2 separate regions of the Mus musculus genome follow, and region 2 is linked to region 1. Evidence: chromatin contacts called from public HiChIP or PLAC-seq data. All regions are on one chromosome and are shown on one strand. The core of a region is the stretch at or near the end of the contact, and the rest is flanking DNA. Distances in the headings are between cores, read along the strand shown.

The links. HiChIP or PLAC-seq counts read pairs in DNA pulled down with a chosen protein or histone mark.
Region 2: an HNF4G HiChIP or PLAC-seq map of pancreatic cancer cells shows a contact between it and region 1. The contact joins the promoter of Frat1 here to the promoter of Zfp518a in region 1. A contact is called at or near these places in 4 of 39 promoter capture datasets (liver, neural stem cells and pre-B cells) and 2 of 115 datasets of contacts at active chromatin or transcription factors (large pre-B cells and pancreatic cancer cells).

What each region holds. Positions count from the first base shown.
Region 1 is chr19:40,892,991-40,897,645 of GRCm38.p6, reverse strand. Zfp518a (zinc finger protein 518A) reads right to left here and starts at 2,941. Exons shown (of 5, transcript NM_028319.1): 1 at 2,856-2,941; 2 at 481-562. Mir8092 (microRNA 8092) reads right to left here and starts at 2,943; the gene lies at 2,857-2,943.
Region 2 is chr19:41,827,832-41,832,532 of GRCm38.p6, reverse strand. It overlaps Frat1 (frequently rearranged in advanced T cell lymphomas), which reads right to left and starts at 2,563. Exons shown (of 1, transcript NM_008043.3): 1 at 1-2,563. The coding sequence starts at 2,365. The coding sequence ends at 1,541.

The sequences.
Region 1 (4,655 bases), core at 1,692-4,191:
CGGCTACCAGTCTTAATTCTCTAGAGATTCTCCAGTTCCTTTTCTAACTTCAAGTAGATAAGCATTAATCATAATGTAAATCAAATATATTGTTTTTCTTTAGGTGCACTGACTAGCACTTGCCAAATTAAGGCACAGACTCTAGCCATTTATAGAGCTTTGAAACCTGTTTCTACCATATTTGTCTTTATTGATCATTATCCAGAAGCCCTTAATGCTATCTCTAGATTTAGCATGACATATTAAAATCATCTTTGAGCTCTGATAAAACATTCAACAAATATGAAACCCAAAATTAGTTTTTTACTTACATTAAAATAAAAACTTCCGGAGAAATTCCTTTTATTTTGGCCAATAAATAAAACTCTAAAGTAACTTTGAAAATTAAGAGATAGGTAACCATTCAGTCTATTTAATCCAATATTAAGACGCGAACTTACTACGTAATAAATCTATCTACTCAAGTGCTCCAATCCCTACCTTTCTCCCAGGAACAAAGGCACACAACTTAATGCCTGGACAATGCCACCCACAATCAGGTACAGTGATCAAGAGATGGTATCTGGAAATGAAAATGAAGATTTAAGAATTTTGACAGCAAAAACAAAATGCTTTTATCCTGGTCATTTACAGTTCATATTTAAGTAAGGAATATTAGTTTTTAAGTTCCTCTGTACTTGGGGCATAAGCATACAATTGATACCCAGTGATATAACTCATGTAATACAAAAGTCACATCTCCAAGAATCTAATACAATAGCATCATTTAATACAATAAAAGGAAAACTCGTTTTGCCCTATCCAAATTGCAAAAGCAGAATTAGTATTGCACCTGATTCTGAACCACTTATCTGCCCACTACAAAAGCCTACTGACAACAGTAATGCTCAAGGCTGGTATCAACATCCCATGAGAACTGCCTATGATGTGAAGCCTATAGAATTAATAGACTATACATGAGGGCAGACAACAGATAAACATTTCAAATTTTCTAAGAACCCTTTTCTCTAATTGACAAAACCCTTTTAAATAGAGCACCTGAAGAAATGCAAGATTAAAATCTTGAACTTAAAGGAAAACCAGAAAAGTAGTTAGACTGGTCAGATTAAGTGTTCTCTACAGGGCACACACAATGCTTCAATGAGAGTAAGCCCCAACACTTGCAATAAAAGTACATTAAAAGGGCATTGTAAGGTTTTGTGGGTTTTTTCACTCAAACTATATTTAGATAGAAAGTTTCTCATTTAAAATATTTCAAAATACAGCAGCTTTTGGAACCACACTATACTACTTCCAGAAAAAATATCATAAAATGTGAAGGTGGTTATGATAAAACCCTCCAGTATTTAAGTTTATTTGCTATGAGCTCACAAAGACACAGTCGCTGGAGTTGCTATCCTTTTATCTGTTCAGACATCTGACATATAATGTTTGAATTGGTAATCATAATTTGGAAAAAAAAACAGAAAAGAGTAAGGTCTACTATGCTTACCTACGCCATAGAAAGCCAACACCCCTCAAGTGCTAGTACGAATTGCCCCTTTTGACTTTCTAAAGAAAAATACAGCTTTGTTGAAGGATAATTAACAGATCTGCAGCTATAACTTTAAAAATGTTAGGGAATTTCAGCAAGTCTCTCTATTCATTCTGACCATACAAACTTTAGAGCACACTCAAATCAGACCTGTTTTGCTGGGAAAAAAAGCAATTCAATTATTATTAGTAAAATGTGCCTTAAGAAAACCAGACTTTCAAATTAACCACGCTGTGAGTTGTTTTTACATTACATCCCTGAGATAATCACAGACAGTTCAACATTCTCATGAATTCCTCAAAAACTGACCCCTTTCCCCATTTTCAAGACTTTTGAAAAAAATAATTTACAAAAACTAAAATAACCCAAATTTAAACCTGAAGCGAAAACTGACCCTTAACTTTTGTTTTCTAAACTTTGAAGTTGCATCTGTTCCATTGGTCTAGATAAGAGTTAAATCACATCATCTATGCATTCAGACCCAATACTTTTGAGTTACCAAAGCCATCTAACTCAAGATACTACCCACTTAACAAAGAGGACACCATGTTAAGAACAGATTCAAGATGGACCCTACAAGTGGGGAAAAAAAAAAAAAAAGCCCGTGACAAAGAAATCCATATGCCACTGGGTGTGGTGGTGGTGGGGGCAGTCTACAAGAGGACCACTTTCTTGCCCAACTCTGAGGGCGCGCAGTGCGTGCGCCAAGAGAGCGGGGAGTCTCTGCAAGGAAGAACCCCCAATAGCCATAGACTGGGCCCATAGTAGGGATGCCGTCGAGGCGGGCCCGCGAACCTACAGCTCGAGGGGTGCGGACTGAGGGCTGCCCAGCCCGTCTCCACCGGGCGCGGAACCCGACGAGCGATGGCTTCGCGCGCCAAACGCCCCCGCATCGCCCCCAAAACGCCGCGCCCGATCCGCCCCTTTCCCCGGAGTTCCGCTGCCCCTCGGGCGCGCGGATGTACACTGTCGCCGCGCCGTGCGCGCGCGCCCAAGTCCTAGGCTCTGAGACCGTGGGGGAGTTCTTAGGGACAAACTTACAACCAGCCCAAGCCGAGACGACAATGACCAGCCCTAAGAGCTAGCAAGAGCCCCGGGTTAGAAACCAAGGACTTCTCTAGAAAACTTTGCGGCAAGTTGGCCGGAAGCGCTGAATGGACGGGACTATTTAACATGAGCTTCCTAGCGCAAGAGGCGGATCCCCCCCAAGACCATTTGGGGGGAACCCTAGCACCCCACGATTTCGCCCTTGGCCCCTTGCCGTCTCTCTGTGCGTCCCGACATCCTAACTGGTCTTGGCGGCTCCGCACACAGGGAATACCTGCCGTGGTCCCCATTGCCTGCGAGTCCCAGATGGCGGCCATTACCCCTCCATCCGGGTACTGCCGGAAAGCCGAGCGCCGCGCTGCCGGCAGCGCACGCTGCGGCGGAGGGATCCGCGCTGCACCTGAGGCGAGCGGAAGGGAACGGCGGCCGGAAGGGCCCCCGCCTCAGCCTCCCGAGAGTAGGCCATGGCGCTGAGTCCACGGCTGACCTCGTCATACGGCGCCTCCCTGCGTCCCGCCTCACCGCCCCCCGTCTACTCACCAGCCGCGGGGATCCTACTGCGGGGGGAAGAACGGGGAAAATGGCTACCGTCCTTTCCCAAGTAGACACCAGAAGCAGGAACTGGTGTGCTTGGCAAGCCTTGGTTGACAGGAAATGGCCTCAACCCAGAGGTTTTAGGCAGCCCCCATCTTAGCAAATGGCGTGTTCCCTGTACTTACTCGGATCACGCGAGTTGTGGTATCCCTTTGACGTCCCAGTGGTTGGACGAAGCTGCTACCCAAAGCTCTGGCCCACAAGGGAGCCAACCCTGAGCTCCAGAGCAGCCCCACGCACAGGCTACCTGTGAGGGACACTCTTCTCTCCCGCCGCGACACGACCTCCTCCCACGGCACGGAGGACTCGTCTGAGCGAAGGAAGTCCTCTCAGCGAAGGAAAACCCTCGCACGCCCCTCACAGACTCAAAAATGGAATCCTTGCCCCCAAGAAAAGAATCCTTCCCCACCCCACACAAGAGTCGTACAAAGTCCAAATGTGGCTCCTCTCTTTCAGAACGTTTCAGAAGCCTACTAATCTCACTTGGTAAATAATTACCTCCCTTAAAAGAAAAAAAGGACAAAAAACACACGTGGAAGCACTGTGGAAACTGCCGCCGTCAAAAACTCGAGGCGGAGGGATATAGCAAAATATAAAAGATCGAATCTGAGAATTTTGGCTTCAACTGTGGGCCGTAGTTTTTTTTTTTGGGGGGGGGGATGCGTGGGGGCAAGGGGTAACCCAAATAACTCCTGACACGCACAAATTTTTCTTAAAACCAATTTTAAAACTGTTAAGAATTTTCCACTTTCTTAGGATATGCTTTTGAACGCATTGACCTGTGCCACACGGACTTTACCCTTTAAATTAAAAAAAAGAAAAAGAAAAAGAAAAAGAAAAAGAAAGGAATAAAACACACACGGAGAACCCTTAGTTTTGGGTGGTTTGTACAACAGTCCTCCTAGAAGCGGCAAGCTGAAATTCACACAAGAAGTACAAACATAACTATAAAAGTGAAGGTGAAATCTATTAATATCAAAAGGGCATATTTATAATCTATAATGATGTTTGCAAAATAGATTTTCTTTGGGGGGGGGCAGGGTAACAGGCCCTGAGACAGTGTAACAGAGCCCTGGCTGTCCTGGAACTCAATTTGTAGACCAGGCTGGCCTCCAGCTTACAAAGCTCTGCCTGCCTCTGTTTCCTGAGTGCTGGTAGATTTTCTCCTTAACACAATATTTTCATTGTTCCAGAAAAGAGGACACACATTGCTGAGGAGAGAAGTGGAGAAAAGCCTGTTTGTTTTTTAATAGGAAAAAAAAAAGTTGTTTTGGACTGTGAGTAGTTAGTTTTGTTATAGCTTTTATAATTTACATGACAAAAATGATGCATCATCATGTTCTGTAGTATTCTCATAAAACTTTATTTTTGCATCTATGTTCACCTTGAAAACCTGTGTTTAATTCTAGAAGACTCAAAGTTTTCATTGCATGCTAAATAAGCTAGAATGTTGGTGAACTCTCTCTCTTTTCCTTGTCCA
Region 2 (4,701 bases), core at 1,314-3,813, 940 kb before region 1:
TTTCAGTTAAAATCCTATAATCAGGACAGCCACAATTCCAGTCACTCCGGTGCGAAGTGTAGATATGTCAACAGCCACATCTGGATGCTGAACAAGCCATTGACTCCAGAAAACTAAAACGAAATGGTCGCTCAGAGTGAACAGTGTTTCCAAGCACTTCACAGTCACAATAGCAGAAAAACCTGCAGCTTTCCCATTTGGAGGGTCACATTTTCTACTAGGGTTCCTTCCCTTACAAAGGCCAGCTGGCACAGCTGGGGGAGGGTCAGGAGGAAATCAACTCTGTCTATCCAGGGAACTGCAGCTGTTATTACAAATGGCCCCGAGAGCCCATTAGAAGAGGCTGTGTGAGACTGTGTCCCAAGCTGTGTCCCTGGAGTGCCCATTATGTGGAATCTCCCCAATCCCCTACCCTGGCCCCTAGCATCATCAGCGCCACCCTGCTTGAGTAGGGCAGCAGAACCAAGGGGGAAAGGTGGTACTCGGTCACTGTCTCAAGGCAGTTTGTCTGCAAGCCAGGTGGAGGGGCAGGGGCGGTGGCCTCGGACGGGAAGCACACTCAGCACTCGCCATCCCCACCTCCTCTGGGATGTGGCGGGAGCGTCCTTAGGGGACTCTTGCATTTGCAAAACAGTGTGCTCTCTTCCTAGCAAGGCCATTCGGTTGTCTCCGTGTTGGAGTCCCACTACACGGTGCACACCCAGGAAACAGTGACCTTGAACCCCCAAAGGGATGGGTCTCCTTTAAAAACACACTTTACGAAGGCAGGAGGGGGTCACTCCTTGCTTCGCCATACCCTTCCATTACCCAACACAGCTCACTGCTGTCTCCACCTTACACTCATGGGGTGCAGCTTTCCCTCAACACTCTGCTAACAGCAACCCTTTGAAAGAAAAAGGGAACGGACAAAAAAACGGTTACTTCTATTCAGCCCCAAGAGGGTCCTCTCGTTGTACCGCATGTTTTACATTGAAACCAGCACCGCAAAGGATGATGAGATGGTCTTTTAACTGTCGTTAAATGTTCAAGTGTGGCATTTTGGAGGGGGGGCGCCCCCCGAAATTAAGTCCACTCTTGTTTCCCCCTCCCCGAAAATGGATCAGGAACCAGCCCTGAAAAAGTACAGCAAGTAATGGGGATCATCGTCCTTCGTTCCATAGCAGGCTGAGCCGATCCTGAGAGCATGCACCGTGGCCACGTGGTCCCCGCTTGGCCAGGAGAGTCTGCGTGGAATTGCAGCGACCAGGTTGAATCACGCCAAAAAAAAAAAAAAAAAAAAAAAAAAAAGGAGCCCTGCTGACAGCCTGCGGTGCGCTCTGTAGATTCTGCTTTAAACAAACCTAAGTCCTGGGTTTCAAACAGTTCGGGGCTTTCAATTTCAGTTACCCATGAAAATATCTGCGATATTTCGGCTGTCTTCCTTAGCTTATTTTCCCGTTTCCAAATAATGCTCGAGTCCACCACCAGCTCCGGCTGGGTGAAGCCCTGGGTAAATCCCTTGGTCCCCGGCTACAGGCTGGTGCTGTGGCCACTTAGGTTGTTAGCTGCCAGGGACAAGAAGGTCGTCCCCAGTTCTGAGCTGCGCCCTCCCCATGAAAGCGCCAGGGTCGCTGCAGGCCGCGCGAGGGCTCCCGGGCGAAGGCGGCTCATGCACTGGGGCTGACAGAGGCCCGAGGAACGGGTGTGCGGGAAGCTTTGCGTGTAACTGTAGCTGTCGCGAATGAAGTCTGCGCACCGCCTCCTTGATGAGGTTTCCCGAGAGCACGAGCTGCTGCAGGAGCCGGTGCGGGTCGTCGTCGTCGCCAGTGCGGGTCTCCGGCTGAGATCCGCGTCGCTGTTGCAAGCGGCGGGACGCGGCTGCGTTCCGGAGCCAACCCCGGCGGCACGGGCCCGACAGTGGCTGCGGGGTGCTTAGTTTGCCGGTCCCCGGGGGTCCGTCAAGGCCCGGCTGCTGGGGCAGCGCGCTGGCGCCGGGGGAGATCTCCGCCACGCAGTAGGGCGCCGACCGTCCCCGCACGCGCCCGCGCTCCCCTAGCACGCAGCGCACGGCCCCCGGGGGCGCAGGGTTCCCGGTCTCCGCTGACCCCGTCGGCCGCAGCAGCCTCCTAGCTGGGGTCCCGGTCTTGTCCGCCGGCAGCGCCGCCAGGACCTGCGGGGGCGGGGGACCCGGGGCGGCACACGGCGAGGCCGGGCGATCGTGCGCTGCGTCCAGCTGCAGCGTCTCGCCGATCTGGACGATGAGCTGGTCCACGTCGGTCGAGCCACCCAGAGTCACCGACTGCTGCAGCAGGAGGAAGCTGTCGTCGTCCTCCTCCCCCTCCGCCTCGTCGCCGGCTTCCTCCTCCTCCTCCCTCCGGCAAGGCATGGCCCCCCGCCCGGGCCCCCGCGGCTGTGCGGGCGTCGCTGGCAGCTCGGTTGGCCGCGGGCTCGGCGAGCCGCGGCTGGGGCGGGAGCGAGGCGGAGGCCCAAGCCGGGCTAGGCAGGGACCACCGGGCAGTGGCACCGCGCGCCTTAGAGCCGCGGGAGCCGGAACGCTGCCGGCTTGGGTTGATTTGTAAACAATGGGTGACGTCGCGTGGCTCCTACCACCGTGCGCGGCCGGGGGGTGCTGTCTCCTTGGCAGTAGTGAGCCTGTAGGGCCAGGGCACAGAGTAGAGCCTGGCTGCCCCCGAGCCTCATCGGCGTGCCTACTGTGTGCGGGGATGCACTGGGAAGTTGATTCTGGTTCGCTCAGCCGGGCCTAATTGGCATTCCACAAGATGGACACCTTGGGGGACTCGATTGGTTTCTTCCACACACAGTCACTTCCACACACTTACACCTCCACACACTCCCCTCAGCACGTCAAGTGGTTTGGTTTAGGCGGTGGCTTTTTTTTTTTTTTTTTTTTTTTTTTTTTTTTTTTTTTTTTTTTTTTTAAAGGTTTGGGTGACAGAGTCAGAGGAGGCTGGAAAGGAGAGGGAGTGAGGTTTGGACTCGGAGTGACGATTAGGAAAAGGTTGTTGCCAAAGATGGAAAGGAGGATGGAGACCTTGTCTGATGTGGATGGCTGAGCTGGAACGCAAACCGGCCACAGATTTCGTGGTTTTTTGGCTTGGGTTCCAGGGCATTTAGGGGCTGCGTTGACTACTGGCTCTTTGCAAGGAACTGTAATATGGCAAGTGAATGCGTGTTAACGAAATTCAGTAGTCAAATGAAGACTAGTCATCTAGAAAGGGTAGCAGTGGTGAGCTGGTTATATGAAAACAGAGCCTCGGCCATCTTAACTGTTCCAGATAGCATTGTTGAATTAATGGTTAACCAAACCTTTATTAGTTTTTTTTTTTAATATTTATTTATTTTGTGAAAGGGCCTTGAGTATGCTCTTGGATTGGCTGTGTAGCTGAGGATAACCTTGAACTCTTTATCCTCTTGCTTACAGGTTGGGAACCACTAGGTCAAGTGTGTTTATTTAATGATTTTTTTTGGAAGGGTTGGGGATTACATCCAGGGCCTTGCACATGGCAGGAATGCTTTCCTTCTGAGCGAACAGTAATTTGATGACCGCTTTCTTTCTTTCTTTCTTTCTTTCTTTCTTTCTTTCTTTCTTTCTTTCTTTGTTTTCAAGACAGGGTTTCTCTGTATAGCCCTGCCTGTCTTGGAACTCACCACGCCTGGCTGATGATGATCATTTTCAAATGGACTTCAACAGACCCCTGGGTGGTGACACACATCTGTAATCCCAACACTAGGAAGGCAGAGGCAGGAGGATCACAAGTTCAAAATTATTCCTGGCCAAATAGCAAATTTGAGGCCAGCCTGATACACAGAACTCTGTGGCCTAGTTTCTATTACACACACACACACACACACACACACACACAGAGAGAGAGAGAGAGAGAGAGAGAGAGAGAACTTAAAATAAGTGAATTTGTAACGTGTAAATTGTGTAATATAAAGTTGCTTTAAAACTAGTCATAGTGCCGGGCATGGTGGCGCACACCTTTAATCCCAGCACTCAGGAGGCAGAGGCAGACAGATTTCTGAGTTCGAGGCCAGCCTGGTCTACAAAGTGAGTTCCAGGACAGCCAGGGCTATACAGAGAAACCCTGTCTCGAAAAACCAAAAAACAAAAACAAAACAAAACAAAAAAACCAAAAAAACCCTAGTCATAAAGCATTTAGGAACAGACACACCAAGGCCAGTGAAGAGTCTGACAGTGTTCAGGCAGCTACTTTCTAGTCCTGAGCAGGAGCTGAGTGCAGCAGCCAGGGCTTACACTTGGCTGGAGAGGCAGAGTTGGGAAGATTGCTCAAATCCATGAGTTCTAGATTAGTGTGAGACAAAATGGTGAGACTGAATTCAGAAGTAAGTAAATAATAAGACTTAAGAGTTCACGACTAAAGAGCACTGGCTGCTCTTCTGAAAGACCGGGGCTTGGTTCTCAGTACTCCCAGAGGCTCACAAAGATTGGTAACTAACTCCACATCCAGAGGATACTAACACCCTCTTCTGGCCTCCATGTGCACAGTGACATAGGCATACATGCAGGCGAAACATTCATACACATTTAAACAGTTTAAAAGAAGAGTTGGGTAGCCTGTAAGATGCCGCAGAGGAAAAGAATGCTTTCCACCGAGATTGGCCACCTGAGTCCAGTCCTCAGGACCCTTGGTGGAAAAGAAAGAAACGATTCCTACAAGTTATCCTTGGACTTTAACA